Regions from separate parts of the Mus musculus genome. Here regions 2 and 3 are each linked to region 1. The links are chromatin contacts, called in public Hi-C and Micro-C maps. All regions are on one chromosome and are shown on one strand. Each heading gives the region's core, a stretch centred on a gene start, on an enhancer-like site or on the middle of the called end of the contact. The rest is flanking DNA. Distances are from core to core; before and after follow the strand shown. Region 1 has its middle 20 kb from the start of Shisal1. Region 2 has its middle 24 kb from the start of Gm34201. Region 3 overlaps Parvb (parvin, beta).

Region 1 (2,954 bases), core at 20-2,519:
GAAAGGTTGGGGGCTACTCTGGGATGGGTTTAAACCCATGGCGGAGTAATCTTCTCTGGTGTATATCTCATGACACTAGCAGGCTTCCCAGGTCTGCAGCAGGTTTCCTGCAACACTTGCAGGCTGTTGCCTGAAGTGAAACTGTTTCTAGATTCCCCTGCAGAGGCCAAGCCCTGGCCCTTAGAATGCAGCTTTGTGTAGACAAAGCTCCTGCCCTGTAACAGATTGAGGAGAGCATCCCAGCTACTCCTTAGCCAGTCAGACTCAGGGTCTCACAAAGCTCAGTTTGGACACAGGAGCTAAGAAAACCATGCACAATGTGAAGACAGGGCTGTGTGTCTATAGGACCAGGAGGGCAAGGGTAGATAATGTAGGCTGCTCTCTCTGTGGGTCACAAAAGGAACTTCATCTGCCCTTACTTTATCATTGATTGTGAGTGTTGTATTGCATAGCCCTCTGTCAGTGGTACCCGTGAAGACAGCCTCAGGAAGCTAATGGTGTCACCGTGCTGAACTGGGCTGTACCCAGTCATCAACTTTCCAGGCAACTTTCTGTGTGCTTCCGACTTGTGTGGGAAGCCCAGGAGGCCTGAGTGGATGTGTAAAGAACAGACGAAGTCTCGAGTGAATGTGTTTTGTTGACAGCCATGTCAACAACCAAATGCATCAGACCCACGGGGATGACGAAGCCTTCCCCCTGGGTCAGGCTCAGAGGGATGGCAAAGCTTTCCTCTGATCCAAGCGCAAATGTTGACTGCGTGCAAAAGCTAGCAACCACAGCTGAGGAGGAGATGTCTAGGAATAATCCGGGTCCTACGTGAACGCAACCCGAGGCTCCTTGCCCTCAGAGACCTCCTCCAGAGCCCCTCCCCCATGCTATACCTAATAAATGTGCTGAGGTACCCAGAGTTGTGTTCATACTACGCTCTCAGTGTGTGCACAACCCACTGGGCACCAGCTTTTCTGCATGTATGTCTGTGTGTCTGTCCTTTCTCCATTTCCTACCTTCCCAGTGGGGTCAAGTCTAAAGCCATGTAGGACATACAGACATCAGCATCCACATCTTGACTGTCCTAATACCAGCTCATTGACACCAGCCTCCGAGGAGGGAGTCATGTCCAAAGGCAGCTCAGACGATCAGGGCTTTGAGGATATGACTTCAAGGGGCTTTGAAGGCCCAGGGGAACCAGGCACAGTCTAAGAGAGGCCAGGCTATTCAAGGAAGTGTCACAGAACGGCCAGTCTTGAATGTTGCACAACAGATTTAAAAACCGGAACCCCACCCCAACCCCAAGCCACCAAGTTCTGGGAAAGACGCAGAGAACGAACACTGGTTGAGCCTTAGTGGTCCTAGGTCCTGTCCTTAAAGTCAACCCACATAAGGATACTTACTAGTCACCTGCAGGACAGACACTCAGACAAGGTTAGACCAGCTATGCTGACTTCAGAGTCAGAGCCGGGAGCTGTGTGCCTGAGGATAATAAAAGGCCCCCTGACCAGCTGCTGAACATTCCCTAACAAAACACAGAGCTGGTCTAGAGGAAGACCTGTGCCCAGTGCACTGCCGCTGCTGCAGCTGCTGCCAACAGCCTCCCGCTCTGATGAACAAGGCTGGCCACCCACCGGTCCTTTTGTTGGCTGAAAGGGAAGGCTAAATGGGGAAGCTGGCAGATGTGGCCAGCTCTGAGAGATGCCACCTGGGATTTTGCTTTCCCCATTGAAGACAGAATCCCCCAGCGACACACAGTCTCTCTTTGCTGGCAGGTTTAAGGCTTTGTGTAAACAGGAGCTAGGGAAAGAAAAAGAAACAAGCTTGCCAAGGCCCGATCCTAGCCAGGCTCTGGGCTGTGGACTCTGCGTGTGGTTTCTTCATTCCAGCACAGTTTTAAAGACAATGAAGGAACAGGAGCTGAGCCCACTCAAGAGGGTCTCAGCCTGGATGTGGATGGAGTGTGTGTCCCATGAGGTTGAGGTGTCCAGAGGTTGGTCTCTAAAACGGATGGGTGTGTAAGAGGTGAGGGGACCTTTAAGAGGTGGGGCTTAGTGGGAGGGTGTTGGGTCTCAAGGATTAGGGAGCTTGTCCTTACCCCATTAAAGTCATTTTTATGGGATCTCTCAACCCTGGCCACACTGGTTTTATATCTCTCCCCCTATACACACACCCACCATCTGCCTCATAACCTTTACTAGACATATAGCCTTATGCTGTTTGGACTTTCAGCCTCCAAAACAGTAACCTAAATAAACAAACCTTTGGGCTTTTCTTTGTAAAACAATCTGCCTTGAGTATTTTACTCTAGTAACAGAAAACAGATTAAGACAGGGTGTGAGGGAGAGGATAAAGCTATCCCTCTGAATGTCAGGCCCCAGCTAGTCACAGACCAGTTTCAGGGACTTTTAATGAAATCTCCAGGCTGCTGGGGACTCAGGGTTTGTCTAAAGAAGAGAAATTGCACCCAGTGCTGGTTAAAGAGGTTAGAGGATCGGGAGTTCAAGGTCAGCCTCAGGGACATAGCAAGTAGGTCCAGGATTGGGTTGGGGGTGGGGGGTGGGGAGGGGAGTTGTCCTTCAAGGAATCCTGCTGAGCGGCTGAGGGCTGAGCGGGCAAGGTGGGGAAACAAGGAAGCGGACCTGAAAATGGGAATCCCCACAGCTAATCTGGTAAGGCTCTAAGTGGCTGGGAGCAGCCTCCTAGAGAGCTCAGGGCAGCTGCTGGAGCTTGGGGTCGGGCACAGGGGAGAGAGGAGGGGGTTTGCTTAACCAGAGATCTGACTATCACCAGCCAAGACCTCCACAACTTGGCAAGGCTCAGTGTATCCTAGATATGGTGAAGGGGGAAAATGGGTGTCCAAGACCAGGAGAAAGATGATTAGGGTCACTCTGAGGGACCCAGCACTTTGGGGGCCTCTGTGGGTCCTGAGAAGGCTGAGGTTTCCAGTCATGGTTGTGAGAGGG
Region 2 (2,712 bases), core at 146-2,645, 140 kb after region 1:
TGCCATGATGGTGGCTGGTACCACCCAGGTCTGATGGAGACATAGCCATGAGCTCTGTACCCACTGGCTGATATGTCCCCTACCCTCATGGGGACTCACAACTTGGCCTCTGCTTGGCTGCCACCCTCCTGGACCTCTGGGTCACCAAAGATCGTGGTCTTCCACAGAGCCTGAACCCCATCTCAGTCTAGAAGCCCTCTCAGGGCTGCTGTTGGCACACCTGAGACTCAAGATGCCCTGAGACACCCATCCTTGGAACCTTGGCCTCTGCCTCTCAATGGCCACTTGAGGATGGGGACCCAGGAACACACTCAAGCCTTGTGTGTGTGGTACCACAGGAGAAACTCACTCTTATCCCAAAACCCACAGGGACCCAGCAGGTACCCTTACCTAACTAAACATCATTCACCTTGCCATCTCTTTAGACAGGCTCCTTATCTGAAGGTCACTTAGTGACAGAAGGATCTAGAACCAGCCTACAGTCCCAGGTGGAAGGTAAACTGAGTGCCATCTTGGATCCAGCTCTACCCTGTGGGTCACTGGGTATGTACCCATATCGCTTGGGCCTAAGTTTGCAGGAGGAGGGGAAAGGGACGTACTAGTTGTTATCCCTGGGCCTAAAGTGGCCCTGACTGAGGGTCTCGGCCACTGCCTGAGATCAACAGGGATGCCACAGCCTATGAGGAAATAAAGGGGCAGAACCTTCCCAGAAATCAGCCTTGGGCATCCCTGGGGATCATCGCAGCTTTCTTGGCTTCTCTGCCCCTTCCTGGCTATGAGGCCTGGCTGTAGCTTCTGCATCCACTGGGAGACCGTGAGGACAGCCAGTACCCCTCGTCCTCGCCGACTGATCCCACCACCTCTGTCATCAGGACCAGCAATTTTAAGGCTTTTTCTGAACAGCTACCATCCATTGTCCTGGTTCACACATACCCTACAGTTGCCCATGACATCACCACTAGATCCCTGCCTTGAAGGCCCTAGATCTGGACTTAAATCTACTCCCCTCCAAGTCCCAGGCCACCTGAAGTACAATCCCGGGAGATGACATTGAAAAACAGAGCTGTTCTAGGAAGCTGTGGGAGTCATTAGGAGATGACAGGCAGGACCACTAGGTAATTGGATACCTGGGGCCCACTTCTGACACAGGCCACCCATGGCCTGAAGCTTAGCTCCCAGCTTTCTTCAGAGAGGCTTCCAGCCACCTTCTTCCTCCCGCAGACCTCGCCCAGGTCCTCAAAGTTAATTATTCCCAGACAGAAAATTACTTCTAACTCTGAAAAAAGGAGTGATTTGGGAAGGCAGATATCTAATTACTGGCCTTCTCTGCATGTCTCAGGGAGGCAAGCGAGAGTTTCCTGGGCCTGGGAATGCAATTACGGGGAACATTAGAGCTGCTGTGGTCAGTACCTACGTCAGCGCTCAGCCAACTCCTGGCAGGAACTGAGCCCTGGTGGCCAACAGCCTAGGAGTCAGAGACCGGCTCCTGTGATTTGCAAGGGGTGCTCAGCAGACTGTGGGGTTCATGTGTGACCTGATGCCCTGTCCCAGTAGCAAGCTGAATGGCATACACCAAAACTCACAGATACTCCAAGCTTCAGTCTCCTGACTCCGTTTGGAACCAAGGTCTTAGCAAAGAAGACCAGGCAGTGTTTGGTGGCTGTGAGTAGACGAGTGGGGTCCTCGTGTGAGGAAGAGAGGATACTGAGACAATGTGTGGCATCAGCAATGGTTTGGAGTGGCCCAGGGCCAGGAGGAACTGCAGGTTCCTGGAGCCTTCAGAGACTACCTGTGGCACCATGTGCTTGGATTTTGTAGCAGGCAGAGTCGTGGGAATACGGTTTCGTTAAGCCCCTTAGGAGCCTGGATCTGGGGATCTGCTTGCTCTGTAGCCTGGGGAGACTGTATCCAAAGGCTCACCAGTGAGGGTGCTCCTAGGCACGTGCTTGGTTCTCTCCCTGCTGTAACCAATAGCTCTTCCCTGCCTTTGCCAAGTGAGGTTGCCTACTCCCCAAATCCCACAGCTTGCTGAGAAACTCACAGCCTTCAGCCCAGGCCCAGCACCACGAGGTCCATTCTGTGCCTCCTGCAGCCAGTGGCCTCCAGCTCCACACTCTCAGTTCTCAAGACCACTTCTCACCCCACTCCACCTACCGAGCTGCTTGGCCCACCAGCACCAGCCACCCCACAGCAAAACTCAGAGCTGGCACTTTCAATGGGCAGGCCCTGAGGATGCCCAGCGAGCAGGTCATGGGAGAAGGAGGATGGTAAGTTCTAGGGAGAAGTGTAGTCTCCAAATGAACTGTCTCAGTCAGGGTTTCTATTGCTGTCACAAAACACCATGACCAAAAAGGAAGTTGGGGAGGAAAGGGTTTATTCGGCTTACACTTCTATATTGCTGTTCATCACTGAAGGAAGTCAGGGCAGGAATTCAAACAGGGCAGGATCCTGGAGGCAGAAGCGGATGCAGAGGCCCGTAAGCAGTGTTGCTTAATGGCTTGCTCAGCCTGCTTTCCCATAGAATCCAGGACCACCAGCCCAAGGATAGCCCCACCCATCATGGGTTGGGCCCTCCCCCTTTGATCACACTAATTGAGAAAATGCCTCACAGCTGGATCTCATGGGGGCATTTCCTCAACTAAAGTTCCTTCCTCCCTGATGATTCTAGCTTGTGTCAAGTTGACACAAAACCAGCCAGTACAAGAACCAAAG
Region 3 (2,700 bases), core at 42-2,541, 190 kb before region 1:
GATGGGTGGTGTCCCCAAGTCAGCTCCACCTCTTCAGGGTTGGCGGTGACCTGAGAGCCTGGCCCGTTGTGTAGACTTTTTTTTTTTTCCTTTGAGCTTTTGGCCTTCTGTTCTTGCTTAGAGCAGGTCAGAGATCTAGCTTTAGGGATTTTTTGTTGTTGTTGTTCGTTTTGTTTTTCTTCTCTAAGTTTTGGATTCTCATAGAGGAAGCATTCTCTCGAGATTTCCTAGCAGGACCGAAGAAGGAAGCATCCGGAAGCAAAGTCCTATAGAAAGGTCTAAGCCCTTTCTAGATGTGAATTTCCCCAGGCCGTTCTTTGGTTTGTTTGAGACCTTGAGTCTGCTCTTGTTGTAGCCACTGGGGACAAGTGCCGAGCCCAGCAGCTCACTCATCAACTCACACAGTGTACCTGGGAGAAAGGCATGACGTGGGCCAAGTGAATATGCAATGTAATCAGGTGGCAAGGAGGTTTCTCCAAGCCTCACGCCCTTCTGCCATTCCCTGCAGAGAAGTCAGGGAGGTAGCATTTAAGCAGACCTGGTCAGGACCGAGGCAAATACCATAGCCAACTGCCCAACAGCAGGTGCAAAGGTCCTGTGGCATACATGCTTGGCATGTTCTAGTGATTACTGCGATGGGTAGAGTGACAAGAGCCTCGAGCATGCCGGGGAGTGACCAGAGACACGGTGGTAGATGTCCAACGTGTGTACCTTCCACATCTGCACCCTTCTCAGCCTAACACCCATGACGGGTAACTGCCCTTGTGGGCAGGGACTGTACTACGTCACTCTTCATCCTTACTGCCCAGCGTGGCACCTGGTGTGGACACTCATTCATGTTTTATCCTCAGGGGAGACCCTGGCAATGAAGGCTCAGCAGCGTTCGCAGCTGGAGGTGGGGCAACAAATCAAGCACATGCTACCCCGCCCCCGCCATCTTGGCAACAGGCTGAGAAGATTCATCCTTCCCCGACGTCTGAGGGTTTCTGTTGCTGTGACGGACACCATGACCAACAGCGTCTTTGGAGAGGAAAGGCTTACAGCTTGTAGTCATTATCTAGGAAAGTCAGGGCAGGGACTCAAAGCAGGAACCTGGAGGCAGGAGCTGATGCAGAGGCTGTGGAGGGGTGCTGCACCCTGACTTGTTCAGCTCGATTTCCAGGGCTACCTGCCCAGGCGTGGCATTATTCATAATGGGCGGGGCCCTTCCATGTCAATCACCAATCAAGTAAACATACCACAGGCTGGTTTACAGGCCAAATCTAGTGGAACCATTTTCTCTCTTGCGGTTCCTCTTCCAGGCGACTCTGGCTCTGTAAGTTGATGTAAGTCCAGCCACCACAGTAACCACGGCGACCTCATCACACCATCATTTTTTTTCATTCCTTGTGAAGTTGAGATCTTACCGTTTTTGTGACTTGGAAATCCTTGCTGTGGTTTGCAGCCCCCAGTGTGAGAACAAACCTTAGACCCTTGAGCATGAGGACAAGCAGGCATCCAGGATGTGACCCTTTGCAACCTGTTTTCTCCAGCCAGGCCTGGCATCCTGGCTTTCATCGCCCACTGGCCAGAGAGCACAAGCCAGACTGGAGCCCAGTCAGCCAGAGAGCTGGAGAGGGCTCTGACTCTGTCTCCCTGCCCCTTGTGCTTGGACACTGGGGCTTCAAGGGTGGCCCTTTACCCCAGACACGGGTGAGTCATAGGCTCGGCACTCCCTGTGAGTGTCGGTCTGGGCCAGTCTTCTGTGGTCACTTGGAAGCTAGTCAGGACTTGATGGGTCAGGACTTTGTGACGAGATTTTTCAGGTCACTGCTTCGGGGAGTCATGAGACACTGCTTTTGGATTTTGTGCACTTTGATTCTTCTGAGAGTGGTCACAGATCTCCCCCGCTCAGGGGCTAAGGGGTCCGATTAGGTAGCTTAGTTCATTTTGCTGGCAAGGAAAAGCCACAATCTGAGTCACAGCGGCACCCTGGGCAGGCATCTGCTGTATATTCTGGGTGTTGACAGTGAATGGGTAGCATCCTTGGGAAGCCCCTGTCCAAGAGACACTCGACAGTACAGGTGTCTTGCTTCCACAGCATGACTCCCAATGCACGGAGTGGAAAAACCTCTTAAGAAAAGCCTTCTGGTGGTGGGTCTGGAAAGATGGAACCAGACACTTTGACCAGTGTTCACAGCAGTGTGATGGACAGAAAGTGACAGGACCCCCCAATGGTCCGGCGGTGGGGAAGACAAATAAGATATACCTACGTTTGTGTCATGCGGTGGTAAAGCATCCTGGCAGAAGTTGGGGGAAGGTAGGGTTTACAGTGGAGATGGGTTTCAAACACTGTGCTAATGGAGCAGCCAGGCGCGAGGGAGGAGTTGCATACTGTGTAATCTCATTGACTACAAGAGAGAGAGGGGAGCAGAGCTGTGGGGGGACAGGCCTGAACTCTCTACAGGGACAGGAGACAAAGTGGATTGGGGCGACCATCGCACAGCTCTTGGGATCTGAGGGGTGCAACAGGTTGATTTGACATTGACCAAATAGTCTACAGGGTGCGTTGAGCAGAAGCCATGCTGGGACTTCTTTTATGAGCCTGGAACCCTGGCTGGACTCAGGGCTGCTAAAGAGCAGGCTAGGAGGGGACAAGAGGGGGGGTAATGGCTCATGGTCCCCTTTTCTCTCTTTCCCCAGCACTTACTCATTTAGTGC

What was found. A called contact is a pair of places that touch in the nucleus more often than the background predicts.
Region 2: a contact with region 1 is called in a Hi-C map of muscle stem cells, with 1.9 times the contacts expected there. The contact joins two enhancer-like sites. A contact is called at or near these places in 1 of 39 promoter capture datasets (hippocampal neurons), 2 of 15 datasets of contacts at CTCF or cohesin (large pre-B cells and pro-B cells), 20 of 484 Hi-C or Micro-C datasets (B cells, CD4 T cells, CD8 T cells and 14 more), 15 of 115 datasets of contacts at active chromatin or transcription factors (SST interneurons, astrocytes, a beta-TC-6 cell line and 11 more) and 1 of 9 other capture datasets (embryonic stem cells).
Region 3: a Micro-C map of muscle stem cells shows a contact between it and region 1, with 2.3 times the contacts expected there. The contact joins two enhancer-like sites. A contact is called at or near these places in 1 of 15 datasets of contacts at CTCF or cohesin (large pre-B cells), 9 of 484 Hi-C or Micro-C datasets (the N1E-115 cell line, bone marrow-derived macrophages, cranial neural crest and 6 more), 11 of 115 datasets of contacts at active chromatin or transcription factors (acute myeloid leukemia, double positive thymocytes, embryonic basal ganglia and 6 more) and 4 of 9 other capture datasets (adipose tissue, embryonic stem cells, liver and 1 more).

What each region holds. Positions count from the first base shown.
Region 1 is chr15:84,465,407-84,468,360 of GRCm38.p6, forward strand. It overlaps a transcript of Shisal1 not described here. Among named protein-coding and RNA genes, the nearest start is that of Shisal1, 20 kb to the left of the region's middle. Within about 2 kb of position 1,270, at least 72 of the 459 cell types and tissues checked have an H3K27ac peak or open chromatin away from gene starts, as enhancers often do. A contact at or near this core is called in bone marrow-derived macrophages and muscle stem cells, where this site is marked.
Region 2 is chr15:84,602,361-84,605,072 of GRCm38.p6, forward strand. No RefSeq gene overlaps it. Among named protein-coding and RNA genes, the nearest start is that of Gm34201, 24 kb to the right of the region's middle. Within about 2 kb of position 1,396, at least 12 of the 459 cell types and tissues checked have an H3K27ac peak or open chromatin away from gene starts, as enhancers often do. A contact at or near this core is called in muscle stem cells, where this site is marked.
Region 3 is chr15:84,279,175-84,281,874 of GRCm38.p6, forward strand. The region is part of intron 3 of Parvb (parvin, beta); the gene reads left to right. Among named protein-coding and RNA genes, the nearest start is that of Gm33723, 41 kb to the left of the region's middle. Within about 2 kb of position 1,292, at least 58 of the 459 cell types and tissues checked have an H3K27ac peak or open chromatin away from gene starts, as enhancers often do. A contact at or near this core is called in bone marrow-derived macrophages and muscle stem cells, where this site is marked.